2 separate regions of the Mus musculus genome follow, and region 1 is linked to region 2. Evidence: chromatin contacts called from public HiChIP or PLAC-seq data. All regions are on one chromosome and are shown on one strand. Each heading gives the region's core, a stretch centred on a gene start, on an enhancer-like site or on the middle of the called end of the contact. The rest is flanking DNA. Distances are from core to core; before and after follow the strand shown. Region 1 overlaps Slc30a9 (solute carrier family 30 (zinc transporter), member 9). Region 2 holds the start of Tmem33 (transmembrane protein 33).

Region 1 (3,455 bases), core at 731-3,230, 80 kb before region 2:
CAAAACTGGAAGTAACCATCTTCCTTTTCCTGTTCCCCAGTGCAGGACCTTCCTGATGGAGCCTCAAAGGAAAAACAAAAACAAAAAGGAAACAAAAACCTCCTGTTTTGCTTTAACACTAAATGTAGTTCTGACTTCTGTCAAATGACTGAAAACTCTAATTCCTAGTATAAGGTCACTCTTGGCACTAGAAGTGCATGGAGTTCTTTTTGTTCTTCAAGAGCATCTCCAGAAAAATCTGTAAAGCTGCCCAAGATTTTAACTAAAGAGGATGTGCTTAGTAATAAAGCCTACGGAGACCCTCCTGTGTGACATCACCAAATTAAGGGCTCAGCAGTTAGGAGCACAGGCTGCTCTATCAGAGGCCCTGGGTTTGATTCCCAACACCCACAAGGCAGCTCAGAGCCTGTTGTAATCCCAGTCTAGGAGAGCCAGCATCCTCTTTGCCTTTGCCTGCATCAGGCACACATGTGATGCAGACATTCATGCCGGCAAAACACCCAAACACATGAAATAAGTAAAAATTGTCTTAAGTCACACAATTATATAGATTCAGAGATCATAAATACTCATGTGTAAAACAAAACCACAACTAACTTGTGTGGCACAGCCAAGAGGCAAATTATTTCTGTCCTCTAATACAATATGGAAAGGTTTCCACTAAGTCACAGTACTCCAAAGTGAGAGTGGGGGAAAGGAGGATCACCCATAGCAGGGATTCCATTGGTTGAGGATGAAGTAATCCCATGATTCCATGATACCAAGAGAGTCCTGCGCCCATCATGAAAATACCAACACCACTAATCAATGAAGAAATATAGCGCATATTTGAAAAGCCGTACCTGAAAGATAAAAAGATCATATAGTTTACAAAAATGAACACTAACTTTCAAAATGTTTAATAAGTCAATGAAAACAAACAAAATCATTCTTGGACTATTAAATTGGCATAATTTTTTATATTAAATACTATAAGCACAAAGTTCAAATTTCAATAAAAACAGTATACAAAATGGAAAAAATTGCAAGATCTTTGAAAATATTACCCATAATTTTATTGCTTAATTCTCAACAGTTTAACATGAAACTTACTGCTGGCTCTGAAGAGTTTAGCACACAAGTAAACCAATATATTCAGTTTTCTGCATGTTTTCATGGATAATTTTGAAAACATCAATTATTTTTCTAATTATCTTTGGTCAAAATGAACCATTACTTTGTATCATTTTAAGTACCAAAACAGCACTCTCAGGACACTTGAAAATTATGACATACTATGAGAAATAGAAACGTTTTCTGAGAAATGTACTCTTAAACACAAACATGACTGCATTCTCTGGTAGATACACATTCAAACAGCAATTCTAAATTTGGAATTATTACTGAAATTCTCTTCAGGCAAAAATATAATCTAGCTATAGAGAATTCCAGTTTATTGATGCAACAATATTTTACAAATTTGACTTAGAAAAAAAATTGTTTTAAAAGTTTTTTTCCAAAGTAACAGCAACTATATGCCAATTTGAATTATATGTATTTTCAAGGCACTGTGGATTCTGTTTTGTTTTTGTTTTTGTTTTCAGGGTTGTTACTGATGCTATATTAAGTGCCATGTGGCTACCATATCTAAATTTCCTTAAACTACTGTCCAAAATTTAGTCACTGTACTAGGTAGTGCTAAAATGGGCTATTGAAAATACTTAAGAAGCAATCTTTGGAACATAAACCTTTAAATTTTTACCCTCTTATTTAAATTTTTGGTATGGAAAATATTTTTTTCAAGAGATAGTAAAATATAGTAGATGTGCAATTGTTGAGCCCCATTTTGGCCCTGGTTTGGGCCTTGAGAATAAACCCGAGCCTGGCTCTAGTTTTGAGACCTGTCTCAGTCACTTCCGCATCGGGATGATTCAGCAAGACCTGTTTGGCCCTGCCTCTAGCCCACCGTTGCTGAGGTAGAACTTTGCCATTGGCCCTGTCAGTCACGCCATACCCTCTGTCACCCTTCCCCACCTCCTCTGTCATCTAACCCACCAAAAATCCCACTCCCTATGTTCCTTATATAAGTGAGAGGCTGATGCCATAAAGTTGAGTTCCTGCTTCGACAGACTCCAGGCCCTGGTGTGTTTCTTTTGGGCTGTGGACACTCGCCATCCTGCTCAGCCCCAGAGAGACCCGGACCTCTCTCCTCTCACCTGGACCTGCCAGCAAGAAGCCGGCATACAATTTGTTAACATTTGTTCTCTATGCTAGATAACTTATAATTTTTAAATTATTATTATTATTAAAATAGCAGTTATTATTATTATTATTAAAATAGCAGTACCCTGGTTTCAATTAAGAAAAAGTGTTTATAAAGTACTAAAATAGACATCTTCACAGAGATAAAGGCACATCTTTGCCTTAACTTGATCAATCTGTATTAATGAAGCTAGTGAAAATAACAATGGATATGGAGCTAGAGGCTACAAAAATAAATATCTACATCAGGACACTGACATACTCAAAGCAATATCTTCTAAAACAAAAACCTTACTTTATAAATACCTAATTTTGAAATGTTATCAAAAGATTTCTCAATGATAAGAAAAGCATTAAAGAAAGAGTAAGTATGAAATATGCATTTTAAAAGGGTTAACATCAAAATTTTAGATTAGGTGGCCAACTAAGTTTGGGATGAAATATATTCCTTGAAAAAAAAAAAACAGAACTCTAAGATAAGTGTTTTGTTATTACCAAATACAGAGAAGAGCTCTAGGCTGCTCTATAAAGCATAAAAATACTTCAATTCCATTTTCAAATTATGCCTTGAATTTACTTTGACCGTGGCACTTTACATGCTACAAAGGAAATGACCAAATACCGAACAACTTGATGTTATATAAATCTCAAATCTCTGCAATCCCTTGGCTTTATCTCATTGACTTACGGGTGAGAAGGATCTGGTGTTTGAACAGATTTGCTGATGCCCAGTGCTAGCAAGCCCTATGGAGAAGAGCGAACAGTAAGAGCTCATTACTAAGATGGAGAATACAGTGAGTACGCCACTTTGGAAGATGGAGAGAACAGCAACAAAGAAATCATAAATGCACATAAATGGCCAAGACATCCTAGTTTCAGGACTTAGAAAAATAAAGATAAACCCAAGGGGACTCAAAACTACATTGTTTATAAGGATAAAAAACTTGAAAAATAGCTGGGCATGGAGGCACACACTTAAATTCCTAGCACTTGAAGAGGTGTAAGGTAGGAGAATCAAGTCTGAGTGCATCTTGGGCTGCATAAAGAAACCCATCTCAAAAAAAATGAAGCCATACCAAAACAAGCCAAGACAATAACTACAGGAATCTAAAATTCCATCAGTAAGGGCATGCAACACAAATGATCAACCACACAAATGGCTTCTACAACATTAGTTGAAATACAGTGTTCTGTACTGACACAGGAAAAGCTCT
Region 2 (3,392 bases), core at 150-2,649:
TCATACCTAATTCCCCAAAGAATCAACATAAAATGGTTCTTGTGTCCTGAGAAGGGCATAATCAAAATGTAATTTCAGTTTCTAGAGCCTTCTGTAAAACAGGTCTAGACTTTTGAAACTAGGTGTGTCTTCAAAGCCCAGAGATAATAGAGGGATTTCCATGGACTGACTGGGAGTAAAGAGGCAGAACAAATAAACACAATGGCTGCTTCCCAAAGAGGGGAAGGGACAATGGACAGTTAAGGAAATCTGCACGTGAACTACAAAGTAGATTAAAATGCATCCATGTTCAATTCCCCAAATGTAATGAAGTGGAAAATAATACTTAAGTATTTTTGGGTTATCAAAAATCTCCAAATGGGTCAGCAAAGTTAAGTGCGTGTACACAGTACAGGGGTGTTGTAAAAAGCTTTTTAAAAAAAAAAAAATCAAAACTTCAATTTAAGGGCAAAAACACAAAAACTACCTCGAGTCGACCTGTAGATCAACATTTTTAATTATAAAGTTTACAAACGGGCAGTCCTCCTCTTTGTAAACGACTAATCAAAGAAACACACCACTCTCTCCCCTTTGCAAAATTTCTTAAAAGGCTTGAAGTAGGTACAAAGGGCAATACTACGACGCGCACCACGAGGCATGTGGGTTGAATAGATGGTATTTTCCACCTTGGGGGCCGAAGACGATCGGAGACCGCGGTGTGGGAAGGGGCAAGGAGGCCAACATCCCTAGCTGACAGGTGACAGCCGCCTGCTCCAGAACTGCCTGTTGTCGCCTTTGAAACAAACTTGGAGCTCCTCTGGCCGCCACTCGGCTCCTCCCTAACCCCAGTCCGGCAGGCAGCGGCTTCTAGAACCCTCTAGCCCTCTCAAACACTTCCTGCTCCTCGCCAACTCCGGCTGATGGAGCCGGGCGACCAGGCCGCTCACTTACCACAGCGCCCGCCCCTTGGGGGCCGTTCGGGGTCGTATCCGCCATGGGAGACACTCGGGAGCCCGGGACGCTGCAACAGCAAAGAAGAGCAAAACGTCAGTGCGGGGCGACGACCCTCCGACCTGCTTTCAGAGCCGGCAGGAACCCCAAACCCCCGGAGGAACGGGCCCTCCCGGACGCGTGCAGCACACAGCCGCAGAAGTCCCCCTATGGCGGCCCGGTAATACCTGCCCCGCTCGGTCCAGACCGAAGCTGCCTTTCTAGAAAGACCCAAGCGAAGGCGGAGCTTCGGAGAAAGGCCTTAAAGGGCCGATCGACGCCGCCGGTTCCCGGGGTTGCAAAACCGGAAGTGATCCTTTCGTTTCCACGTGAGTCAGGCGGGACGTTGAGAGTCACCGGGCGTGGTTTCCGGAGGCATGACGGGAAATGCAGTTTTTCTCCTTGTTTTGGTTCCACCTTCCCTACGAGCCAATTGGCACGGAAATGTTAAGTAAAACCACCGAGGCAACTTTCGTCTTAACCGGCACTCAGGCGATTTTCCTCGCTGGCTTCCGAACCTCAAAAATCTCTCTACTTCCATATACAGAAGCTTCAGAAATATCTATGATCTCTCCAGATAGCGATTCACCAAACCCTGTGATTTAGTTTTCTTATTTCAAGCACTAGTGAAACCGGCTATGTGACAGACGCTTGGAGGAAAAAAAAAAAAAAAGAACATAACACTGACCTTCTCAGAGACAATAGAGCAAAAACGACCACAAGCTGAGTTAATCAGGGGTTTCTGGAAAAGTAATTCTGGCCATAAATCTTGAAGGGAAAGGAAAAATTGTATATGAAAAGGGAAGGAGGTTCCAAATAAGAGAACAGAGCAGGTAAAGTAACAGAATGAATCAGGACAGTTCGGTGTGAACTGAATGAATGGGTCTGGGGGGGGGTGAAAGATTTGAACTGCTGAGAGGCAGGGTGTGTGGCAAGAAAAACATTACATGAGGGCACGGGAGGGGTTGGAAGGAAAGGGGAGAAATGATGAAGTTATATTTTAATTAAAAATATTTTTAAAGACTTATTATGTATACAGTGTTCTGCCTGCATGTATGCCAAAACTTCTGAACTTAACTCTGCAATCTAGGGAGCCAAGCTACAACTTTAAGCAGAAGTGTGACATCATCTATATTAGAAAGATCATAGGGAGGCCATTGCACACAACTAGGGAGAGCAATGAAATCCTGAATTGTGTGATGGTGTGGGAGAAAAGAACAGGAAAGAAGACTTGAATGTGGCTTCCATAATTTCATGTCTGGCTAGATAAAAGGTATGCAGGGGTGGGGGTGTCGTCTGCAGAGACCCGGAGAAGAGGCATAGAGAAAAATGAAAAAGAAGAACAGAAGAGAGAGGTGGAGGACAGGAAGCTGACTACAGATCTATACTCCAACTTAGGAACCGAGTATCTCTAAGCTCCTACTCTCTCAGAAGTACAATTGCCTTTATGATTCATGGCAGCCTAGGCGCCAGTCAGCTGCTGTCTAGGAGTCAAAGGATGCTCGGTAGAATGTTGTAAACTTTTCTTCTAAGGCCAATGTCCACATTCAGGTCCCCACAATCTCCAGTCTAGATTCCCTATCACCCAAGCTCAGCTAACACATTATCTTCTCTGCATTGCTGGAGTATAATTTGTCCCCTATTTTAGAATATTTATCATTGTCTAATATTTCTTTTTGATTATTTGTTTAATCTGGCTCTCCCACCATGTATGGGTAGTGTGTGTGTTTGTGTGTGTGTGTATGTGTGTGTGTGTGTACATGCACACATGTGTATCTTGGTTTACCTGGGGTGTCAAATACAACAGACTGAGTAGTTTAAACAACGCAACTTCTTTTTCCTCACAGTTCTAGATGCCTGGAAATTCTAAATCATTTTATCAGCAAGATGAGTTTCATTCTAAGACTTAGTGTTGCTGACTAGATCAGTGATCTTTTTACTCTTAGTAGCAGAATTTGATTTCCTTCTGCCTCTTCTGTATTCCCGAATTTTCTGACTATAAGTAACTATACGTAAGTAGATAACAATGCATCTGATTTATACTAAAGTTAGACCTTCAGTCTTCCCACTCTCCATAATAGCTAGATTTTCTCCTTGTGTTCCTATCTCTTCTAAAATATAGAAATCTGGAAGGCAAATGGAGTCTGTTTCTAAGTCCATCCTCAAGCTTCAGATGAAACCGTACGAGCAGATGTCATTTCAGTTTCGGTTAACTCAGTTCCAGGCCATTTGGGGACAGTAGAAAATAGACTGAGTCCACAGTGGAAGCTGAAGCTGCTCTGCAAAGGCACGAAAGCAAAGATTCTGCCGAGAGAATGTTTGCATCTTCCGCCTGATAGTTCTCTCTTTCTCTTCCCTCACTGCTTTCCAGCTTCGAAAATTACTCTGAGCACATTTTATTTATGGGTTAGGGCAGGCAGGCA

The links. HiChIP or PLAC-seq counts read pairs in DNA pulled down with a chosen protein or histone mark.
Region 1: an H3K27ac HiChIP or PLAC-seq map of embryonic stem cells shows a contact between it and region 2, with 5 read pairs. The contact joins the enhancer-like site here to the promoter of Tmem33 in region 2. A contact is called at or near these places in 2 of 39 promoter capture datasets (liver and macrophages), 1 of 15 datasets of contacts at CTCF or cohesin (CD8 T cells), 2 of 484 Hi-C or Micro-C datasets (cortical neurons and nephron progenitors), 4 of 115 datasets of contacts at active chromatin or transcription factors (the SCID.adh cell line, bone marrow-derived macrophages and embryonic stem cells) and 3 of 9 other capture datasets (adipose tissue, liver and pancreatic islet).

The regions. Positions count from the first base shown.
Region 1 is chr5:67,339,481-67,342,935 of GRCm38.p6, reverse strand. It overlaps Slc30a9 (solute carrier family 30 (zinc transporter), member 9), which reads right to left. Exons shown (of 18, transcript NM_178651.4): 10 at 2,930-2,985; 11 at 707-842. Among named protein-coding and RNA genes, the nearest start is that of Slc30a9, 34 kb to the right of the region's middle. Within about 2 kb of position 1,980, at least 10 of the 459 cell types and tissues checked have an H3K27ac peak or open chromatin away from gene starts, as enhancers often do. A contact at or near this core is called in embryonic stem cells, where this site is marked.
Region 2 is chr5:67,258,572-67,261,963 of GRCm38.p6, reverse strand. Tmem33 (transmembrane protein 33) reads right to left here and starts at 1,399. Exons shown (of 8, transcript NM_028975.4): 1 at 1,158-1,399; 2 at 931-1,000. The coding sequence starts at 975.